Regions from separate parts of the Mus musculus genome. Here region 1 is linked to region 2. Evidence: chromatin contacts called from public Hi-C data. All regions are on one chromosome and are shown on one strand. The core of a region is the stretch at or near the end of the contact, and the rest is flanking DNA. Distances in the headings are between cores, read along the strand shown.

What was found. Hi-C and Micro-C count contacts between places; a contact is called where the count stands out from the background.
Region 1: a contact with region 2 is called in a Hi-C map of bone marrow-derived macrophages, with 42 read pairs. The contact joins two enhancer-like sites. A contact is called at or near these places in 4 of 484 Hi-C or Micro-C datasets (the G1E-ER4 cell line, bone marrow-derived macrophages, group 2 innate lymphoid cells and 1 more) and 3 of 9 other capture datasets (adipose tissue, liver and pancreatic islet).

The regions. Positions count from the first base shown.
Region 1 is chr7:123,168,668-123,173,749 of GRCm38.p6, forward strand. Tnrc6a (trinucleotide repeat containing 6a) reads left to right here. Exons shown (of 24, transcript NM_144925.3): 6 at 869-3,451; 7 at 4,566-4,742. Among named protein-coding and RNA genes, the nearest start is that of Slc5a11, 44 kb to the right of the region's middle. Within about 2 kb of position 1,769, at least 12 of the 459 cell types and tissues checked have an H3K27ac peak or open chromatin away from gene starts, as enhancers often do. A contact at or near this core is called in bone marrow-derived macrophages, where this site is marked.
Region 2 is chr7:123,065,879-123,070,634 of GRCm38.p6, forward strand. It overlaps a transcript of Tnrc6a not described here. Among named protein-coding and RNA genes, the nearest start is that of Gm39084, 30 kb to the right of the region's middle. Within about 2 kb of position 3,058, at least 66 of the 459 cell types and tissues checked have an H3K27ac peak or open chromatin away from gene starts, as enhancers often do. A contact at or near this core is called in bone marrow-derived macrophages, where this site is marked.

The DNA of each region.
Region 1 (5,082 bases), core at 519-3,018, 100 kb after region 2:
TGAAAGTCACACTTGAAGACAGCCTAAGTACAAATGTTTTATGTAGCCAATGTCACAGATGCATGTCTACCCACTGGACCCTTTAATGAGATAGATGGAGAAACTAACAAAAACACTGCGGGAAAGAATAGAAATAAAAACAGATGGTAGTTAGATGCCAATCTAAGGCTTGGTCATGTGATGGATGCCTATGGCCTTCAGTATCAGCTGCTGAATTACTGATCATAATTTGGTGATTTTCAGCATACCAATTTTTCTGTGTTGTCTCTTACTAAGCATGGCTATGAAAGTAAATTAGGAAATTGTTTAAAGTTAATGTTCTTCCTTATGTATAGCATGGTAATTAAGTGTATACACTAATAAACCAGAAATACAGTGCAAAGGCTTTGGGATCCTTACAGAATTCTTCTAACCCAAAGGAGTTGTGTGGAAAGCTGTTTTAGGAAACGGAATCATTTTGGGCTGCTTACGCTTACTTAGCTTTTTACATCCCAGTCTGTTTTCTCCCGTGTCAAGTCCTAAGCCTGGATTGCCCTAATTCATCATTACCACTCAGTCTTCTCTCCAGAATTCTTATATTTGTTGGATGTTGTCCGTTTATATATTTAGCAGGTCTCCCTGTGGGACTTTTTGTCCCATGCTGTACTGTAGGGTATTGAACAAAGCAGCAGAATTCTGCCTGTGAAATTACTGAACATGGAGCCTTGGTGGCTGAAAGATAATCAGCGCCTCACAGCCATTCTGCGGAGCATCTTGCTAATGTTGAGGAGCTACGTGTATTTCTAATGGATCGTCATTTTTCTCAGCCTACATACTATTTTGGAAATTGTTAACACTTATAAATAGATATACTTCTCCTTTATTCTAGATATAAATCATAATACTTCAGGATCCCATTATGAAAATTGCCAGCGGGGACCTGTGTCTTCTACAAGTGACTGTAGCACAAGCTGTAAGAATGCTGTAAACGACTTGTTGGAAAAAGAAGCATGGCCCTCAGCCCCTGGCAGTGATCCTGAGTTGGCTCCAGAATGTATAGATGCTGATTCTGCCTCCAATTCTGAGTCAGAGAGAAACATCACTGTCATGGCTTCAGGGAACACAGGTGGTGAGAAAGATGGCCTTCGGAACAGCACTGGACTTGGTTCTCAAAGCAAATTTGTGGTTGGTAGCAGCAGCAATAATGTGGGCCATGGAAGTAGTACTGGCCCATGGGGCTTTCCCCATGGAGCCCTAATAAGCACATGTCAGGTCTCTGTGGATGCTCCTGAAAGCAAACCAGAAAGTAGTAACAATAGGATGAATGCTTGGGGCACTGTAAGTTCTTCATCAAATGGAGGGTTAAATCCAAGCACTTTGAATTCAGCTAGCAACCATGGTGCCTGGCCAGTATTAGAAAACAATGGACTTGCCCTAAAAGGGCCTGTAGGGAGTGGGAGTTCTGGCATCAATATTCAGTGTAGTACCATAGGCCAGATGCCTAACAATCAGAATATCAACTCTAAAGTCAGTGGCTCTTCTACCCATGGTACCTGGGGTAGCCTTCAGGAAACTTGTGAGCCTGAAGTAAGTGGTACACAGAAGGTTTCATTCAGTGGTCAACCTCAGAATATCACCACTGAAACGACTGGACCAAATAACACTACTAACTTTATGACCTCTAGTTTACCAAACTCCGGTTCAGTACAAAATAATGAACTGCCTACTAGTAATCCAGGGGCCTGGCGTGTGAGCACAATGAATCATCCTCAGATACAGGCTCCGTCAGTTATGAATGGCACTTCCCTTTCTCACCTTAGTAATGGAGAGTCAAAAACTGGAGGCTCCTACGGTACTACATGGGGTGCCTATGGTTCTAATTACTCTGGCGACAAATGTGCAGGCCCTAATGGCCAAGCCAATGGTGACACTGTGAATGCAACTCTAATGCAGCCTGGCATAAATGGGCCTATGGGCACTAACTTTCAAGTTAATACAAATAAAGGGGGAGGTGTATGGGAGCCTGGGACAGTGAATTCCCAGAGTTCACCATGGGGAAGTGGAAATGGTGCAAATTCTGGAGGAAGTCGAAGAGGATGGGGAAGTCCTGCACAGAACACTGGCACTGGTCTATCCAGTGTCGAGTGGAACAAACTGCCTAGCAACCAGCATTCCAATGACAGTGCAAATGGCAATGGTAAGAAGCTTACAAATGGATGGAAATCTACTGAGGAAGACGATCAGGGTTCTGCCACATCTCAGACAAATGAGCAAAACAGTGTGTGGGCCAAAGCAGGAGGCACAGTGGAGAGTGATGGTAGTGCAGAGAGCACTGGACGCCTTGAAGAAAAAGTAACCGGGGAAAGTCAGAGTAGAGATAGAAGAAAAATTGATCAGCACACATTACTCCAAAGCATTGTAAACAGAACTGACTTAGATCCACGTGTCCTATCCAACTCTGGGTGGGGACAGACTCCTATTAAGCAGAATACTGCCTGGGATACAGAGACATCACCAAGAGGGGAAAGAAAGACTGACAATGGGACAGAGGCCTGGGGAAGCTCTGCAACACAGACTTTTAACTCAGGGGCATGTACAGATAAGACTAGCCCTAATAGTAATGATACCTCATCTGTATCAGGGTGGGGTGATCCCAAACCTACTCTGAGGTGGGGAGATTCCAAAGGCTCAAACTGCCAGGGGGGGTGGGAAGATGACTCTGCTGCTACAGGAATGATCAAGAGCAACCAGTGGGGGGGTTGCAAGGAAGACAAGTCTACATGGAATGATTCGCAAAAGAGCAAACAAGGCTGGGGTGACGGACAAAAGTCAAGCCAAGGTTGGTCCATTTCTGCCGGTGATAACTGGGGAGAATCTTCCAGGAGTAACCATTGGGGTGAGGCCAATAAGAAATCCAGCTCAGGAGGCAGTGACAGTGACAGGTCCATTTCTGGTTGGAACGAACTTGGGAAAACTAGTTCTTTTACTTGGGGAAATAATATAAATCCAAATAACTCATCGGGATGGGATGAATCTTCTAAACCGAACTCTTCCCAGGGGTGGGGAGACCCTCCAAAGTGTAATCAGTCTCTAGGTTGGGGAGATTCATCAAAGCCAGTTAGTTCTCCAGATTGGAACAAGCAACAAGACATTGTTGGATCATGGGGAATCCCACCAGCCACCAGCAAGCCTCCTGGTACAGGCTGGCTCGGGGGACCTATTCCTGCTCCAGCAAAGGAGGAAGAACCCACAGGCTGGGAGGAGCCATCCCCAGAATCTATACGAAGAAAAATGGAGATCGATGATGGAACTTCAGCTTGGGGAGATCCAAGCAAATACAACTACAAAAATGTGAACATGTGGAATAAAAACATCCCGGAAGCCAGCGGCCGCTCAGACCAGCAAGCGCAGATGCACCGGCTATTGCCAGCCGCAAGTGCCGTCTCAAGCAAGGAGACCAGCAGTGGCTCTGGTAAGCGTTCCCGTGTGGAGTGCAGAGGTATTGTGGAAGCAAGCTTTGTGTTGACATGCCTGTCATAAGATTTGTGTAACACGGCTCTTGGATATGCACATCAAGACCTTTCAGCTGTGACCTAGAGGTGACATTCACCTGGCAACAGCTCTGGTTTGTGGAGTCTTGCTCTGTTGTGTTAGGAATGTAGTAGAAGAGGTTAAGTGCAGACTTACACACTTAGGTATTCTTAGTCAAGCCTTAACAACGTGGTTTCACTACTGAAGTACAATAAAGCCAAATGCCTGAGGACCGTACTCTAGATATTTGGTATTATATTTGATCTTATGGGATTTTCTCACTGAGGCATGAAGTTAGTACCTCCTCAGTTAACTGGATAATGTGTGCACCTGAAGCATCGCACTGCTTTCTAGTATACTCTGACCTTTGCTCTCCTGTACTCAAAGTTTTTTCTCTGTAAATTGATAGGGCAACATTTTCTAAATGTGGCAGCCCTACATTGCCTTTGTTAACAGGAGTTTTATTGAATAATGCTCCATTGGTTAGAGAGCCGGTAATGTTTTCATGAATTCTTCTTTTAGTGCCTAATTGTGTGGGGGTTTTGTTTTGTTTTGTTTTGAAATATAAGCCTAGTCTATTGATTTATACTTATTTCTTAGGGAAAGTGTAGACCTTTTTTCCAATGTGTTAAAGGCAGGGTGGCTGTGTACCTGATGGTAGTCTTATAGTCAGCTGTTCTCCACTGCAGTGATGTGGGAAGAGCGTCCTTTCAGGACAGTGTAATTAGTGGAACTTTACACCGCACCTGCCTCAGCTCTCAAGCTTTGGTTCAGAAGAACCTGACATTTTTAGGAAAATAATTTGCTATAATGAAAAGAGTCTGCCCTAACACCAAGAAGGCAGTTTTGAAAGAAAAGGTTAAAACATTATACAATTATATTAATGCAGAATAATTTGTGTTCTCCACAAAATATGTCTCTTGGTTGTCACAGCATCATTTTTCAGTGTGTGATGTGAAATTCTTCATCTCATTTCCCAAGTCCTCTTCCTTGTCTTTAATTGAGGTGCTTCCTAATATCTATGCTGATGACTTCTTTTCCCATACTTTCTAAAGGCTGGGGTGAGCCTTGGGCAGAGCCTTCTACTCCAGCCACAACTGTGGATAATGGTACTTCAGCCTGGGGCAAGCCCATAGACAGTGGTCCCAGCTGGGGAGAACCCATTACTGCAGCATCCAATGCATCCACGTGGGGCTCCAGCTCTGTTGGTCCACAGTCATTAAGCAAATCTGGTAAGTCATCTGATGTTAGCGGTGCTGCTGATAACTCATAAGCTGCATTTAAGTGATGGCTAGTGCTCCTAACTTATCACCACTAATGTATTTCTCAAAAGTGACTACTAGTAATTTACACATCCTCCGCCAAATCTAAATTCTTTCTCTTGTTGGATTATTTAAAACTGAATTTAGCAGCTTTCATGCCATTCAGCTGGAGAGACTAGATAGTATAATGTGAGACACATGTCCAAACCATCAAATCTTACATGGGAAGGGCCCTGGAATGCACATGAATATTGTTCCTCTACCCTGTTGTGCTCAGGACAGACTGTAGGAGCCCCAAAGACTGTGTGTA
Region 2 (4,756 bases), core at 1,808-4,307:
CACTTTCTGTCTTTGACTACCAAGTTCCTGGCAAAGCACGTAGTTTTGTTTGAATTGGGACCGACGGTCTTGTGAGTCTTTGTGAAGTCATGCACAATTTAGGCAACAAACGTTGGCATAGCCCCAGCCTCCCCGTGTTCACAGCCTTGAATCTTTCACAGGTTCCACACACTGGTGGTGATTCACTGCACTGTACATACAACACTGAGACATTTTAGCAACTTGTCCATGACACTTGCGAGTCTGCTCCTGAACGCCCGCTGCGCAGATATTTTGAGTCTGTCTCATACGGTGGAACGAAGCAATAGAGGGAAACATCACTTCTCCTCCGGTTTGGAGATCCCGATGAGTCTGCATTTCTGGAGCGCCATCTGGCATGGCAGGAACAAAATTCTCATAGCTAGCCGAAAACTCTTCAATGCCAAATGTAAAAGATCACAACAATCCCTTCCACAATTGTGAGTTGGCAGCGCTTCTTGATAAATTTGGAAGGCATTTACAGTGACTATATCCAACTTTAACTGGGCGGTGTCTTGGTTTCTTTTCTGTTGCTGTGATTTTAAAACAAAACAAAACAAAAAAAGAAACAAAAATCAGGTGGGGAAAAAAAGCCATTTAAGGGAGAAAGGAGTGCTTTCGGCTCACAGTTCGTGGTCCGTCAGGGTGGAAGTCGTGGCCATGGGAAGTTAAGGCAGCTGGGCAAGTTATGTCCACAGTTAGAAGACAGTGATGAAAGCCACACTAGGGATCAAAGCATAAGGTCACCCTATCATCAGCAAAGGATCCCTTGTCCCGGCAATGGCCCCACCCACAGCTAAGATGCGCTTCCCATTATCAGTAATCAAGGTGATCCCGCCACAGTGGTGACCAGTGGCTCATCTCCCTGGTGATTCTACATTCTGTCGAGCTGTGGCTAATTAACACTAATGGCCATTAGCAGCATCTTAATGACACGGTTCAGCTAAAAATGTACTGATGTTTCACCTCTTTAATTAATTTAACTTTGATACGTTCTTTTATTCTACAGGAAACTATCTGTTGGCCTTTTCAACATTGTTCACGCTCCTCTGTGGGGGTGGCCATAGAGGCTGGGCTGATTTTCATCCCCACAAACAAAATCTAAGGGTTCCTCCCCTCAACCCTAGCATTTAAGATTTTAAAAAATTGAATAAAGCTAAAATGACTCACCACACTCATATTTGAAGTGCTGAAGGGCAATGTGTGGCCACTCTATGCCCAGGGAGGCTCTGGTCCCCGGAGATAACCACACGGGGACCGGTTCTCTGCTCAGTGTCTAAGTAGGTGCCCAGAGAGGTTGGTGGGAGGGATATCCTGCAATGTCCTTGACAGCAGCCACTGACCAGAGCAACTCATATAGCCCTGACCTCACCTGACGATGCCAAAGCAATCAAACAATAGTAACGTCCGCCATGTATCTATTCTGAGGACCTTTAGGCCAGATTTAAAAATAGACACACAGCTAGATCAAAGATGTATTATTATATTACTAGGGGGATGGAGGAAAATCAAGTTGTACCATGTGACAATTTTTTTAATACTGTACTTTTAAGATGAAGGCTAGATGGGATCTGGAGAAATGGCTTGGTGGTTTAGAGCACAGTTTGTTCTTCCAGAGTACCTGGCTTCCATTCCCAGCACTCACATGGTGGCTTACAGCCACAATAACTCTGGTTTAAGGGGAACTGATGCCCTCTTCTGGCCTTCTTGGGCACTGCATACAGAAGGTACACAGACATATATTGTAGGCAAAACACATATAAAATAAAAATAAGCCTTCTAAAAAGCAAATGATAAGTCATTAATAGGTAGCAGACACGTAGATAAACAGGACACAGCCAGGATACCTGGATCTATTGATGTGAGGTCAGAAGTTCAATCCTCCAACTTAAAAAGCCTGTGTGGCTATGAATGACGGTCATCTTAGCAAGCAGGATTTGCTGACCAGGCTGCCACACTGAATTGATGAATTCTCCATTCAGTGAAGGATCCTGTCTAAATAAATTGAGTGATGTGCAGTTGAGCCAGGAAGACATCTGATGTCAATATTCTCATTCGTTAGTTAATTAGTTAGCTAGTTTTTGTCTACTTGACACAGCTAGAGTTATCTGAGAAGAGGGAGAAAATGAGAAAAAGTTCCTATCAGACTGGCCTGTAGGTGACTCAGTGGAGCATCTCCTTGATTACTGATGTAATCAAGATGTGGGACGATGTGGGGGAAATGTGGGAAGGCCCCTGGGGTAGCCCTGAGTGATGTAAGGGAGCAGGGTAAGCAAGCCATGAGGACCAAGCCAGTGAGAAAGGGTTCTTTCATAGTCTCTGCTTCGGGTCCTGCCCCTAGAGTTTGGTTCCCCTCAGATAATGTACTGCCACAGGGATATGTAAGCTGAATAAACCTTTCCTTTTCAAGTTGCTTTTGGTTATGGTTTTTTACCACAACAATAAAAAACAAACTTGGGGGTCAACCTCTGGCCTCTGCACTGGACACATGCACGTGTGTACAATGACCCAAACACTTGATGCACACACATGTGCACACATGCACACACACACACACACACATACACACACTCAGGGGTGGCTACCTCTGTACTTCCCTGGAGGGAGAAAGATAACTCAGATCAACCTGGGTTTGATAAGAAGTTGAGCCTTCAAGTAGTCCTCACATAATTAAAACTAACTTAGAAGAAGAAAGAACTTAAGGAAGGGGAAGTCATGACAGAAGCAGAAAGATAAACAAAGAACCCAATTAAATAGAATTAATTGCAGCACACATTATAAGGTGGCTAAATAAGTTATCACATGGCACAATATTTAATGCGAATGTCAAAAGTAATTCTTCAAGGAGAAGATATACAAATTACATGGTGGCCTCTCTATAAGCTGAAAATGGGAAATGCCAGGCAGTGATCAAAACTAATTTACGAAGCTTTTTGCCTCCGGAGCTTGGCTAGCGGCCAGAGAACACATCCCAGGCTGCTGCTGTTGCAGAGGCTTCAGCCACAGGACCGTTGGCATCCATCCTCCTGCTCAGCGTTTCCCAGCCTGCACAGCGGTTGTTCCCAGTTCTTCTTGCAGGCTCAGACCCTCTGTTCCTTTTCTTCCTTCAGCCTTCTCTTTTTACATGGCTTAAATGTATGTGTGGATAAATGGTAATTGGGGAACAATGCCTAACCAGCACAGCCTTGCTTTGGGCTGGGGCTAGAGGCGGGGAAATGGCTAATGAAGCCTATAGGACATGCATGGATGCATCTAATTCTGAATTCAAACCCCAAATTACCCTAACCCCTCCTGACACTGAATAAATAAATTAGTCAAGAACGATAATTAAATTAGAAGAGGCCAGAGAATCATCATGAACTCCATTGAAAAGCACCCTGAACTCAGAGCTTCTCAGAAGTGTTTGCTGGGTTGAAAACACAACATCCTCAGTCAGGAACTGTGGGTGTGTGTCTGAGAATAAGGCAAAAATGGACAGGTTATTAAAAATAGAACATTGTCAGCACAAGGACAGTATGATTCATGCTGCAAATGACAGGCAGAGGCTGTTGACCTCAGGAAGGACGAAATGCCACCCAGTGGAACAGCACAGACAAAGCCTGGCAGAGTAGATCCTTTCAAAGCTTGCTGTGTCGTGCTTCCGGGCCTGCCTAATGCAAAGCAAACCAGAGGTGCACAGAGAAGAGACAAAGGATGCCTAAAATAACCGGAATACAAAGTAAAAGAAACAGAGCAGTAGCCTTAGCTGGGGAGGGAAGAGGACAGGAACACAAAGCATTCTAGACAGAGTATTGTTTCACTGTGCAGAATAACACTCACACACACACACACACACACACACACACACACACACACACACACACACGACCAGTATAGTAACACTCACAGATAACTGAAGCACTGAAGGAGAGATAGGAGAAATAGATATTGGGCTGACGAAATGGCACAGCGAGTAAAGGTGCTTGCTGCCAAGGCCGACAACCTGAGTTCAGTCCTTGGAACCCGCAAGAGGGAAGGAGAGAACCAATTCCCACGAGTTGTCCCCTGACCACCACGCGTGTGCCATGGTATACAAGCCCACATGAAGACACACAGGGATACACAAATAAATAAATAAAAATATCTTTCGAATAGATATTGTCCAGGAAAGTGCAGTTCTGTCTCTAAGCCTCTTTACCGTAACCAACACCCGTTTCTGCTGCAGGAGCAATCCTGTGAGCTGCTTCTCTTTACGCATCAGACACAGAGCTTCCCAAGGACTGAAACATGTTTCCCTCACTCTAGAGCGTGTTAAGACACCCGATACACAACGGGGACCAGACTGTTGATAATAAAACAATTGAATAGGATGTTTGGCAAAGATAGTTCAAAAAGGTGGTTTTGGTTTTTGTTTTAAATTTACTTCATTTGATTTTAATTAAAGATATAGCATGAAGGGTAGGGAGATGGCTTAGTCAATAAAACACTTCCACAACCTAAGTTTTATTCCCAGAACTCACTTTAAAAAACAAACAAACAATCAAAAACTGCACATGAGCTAGAGAGATGGCTCAGCTGTTAAGAGCACTGGGGGCTCTTGCAGAGGTTCTGGGTTCTGTTACCAGCACCCATATGGTGGCTCACAACCATCTGTAATTCCAGTATCAGGCAATCGGAAACCCTCAGGTTCTGGCTTCCATGGGTATCAGACAGATACCTGGTACATCGACCTGAATGCAGACACTCATACATTATATAA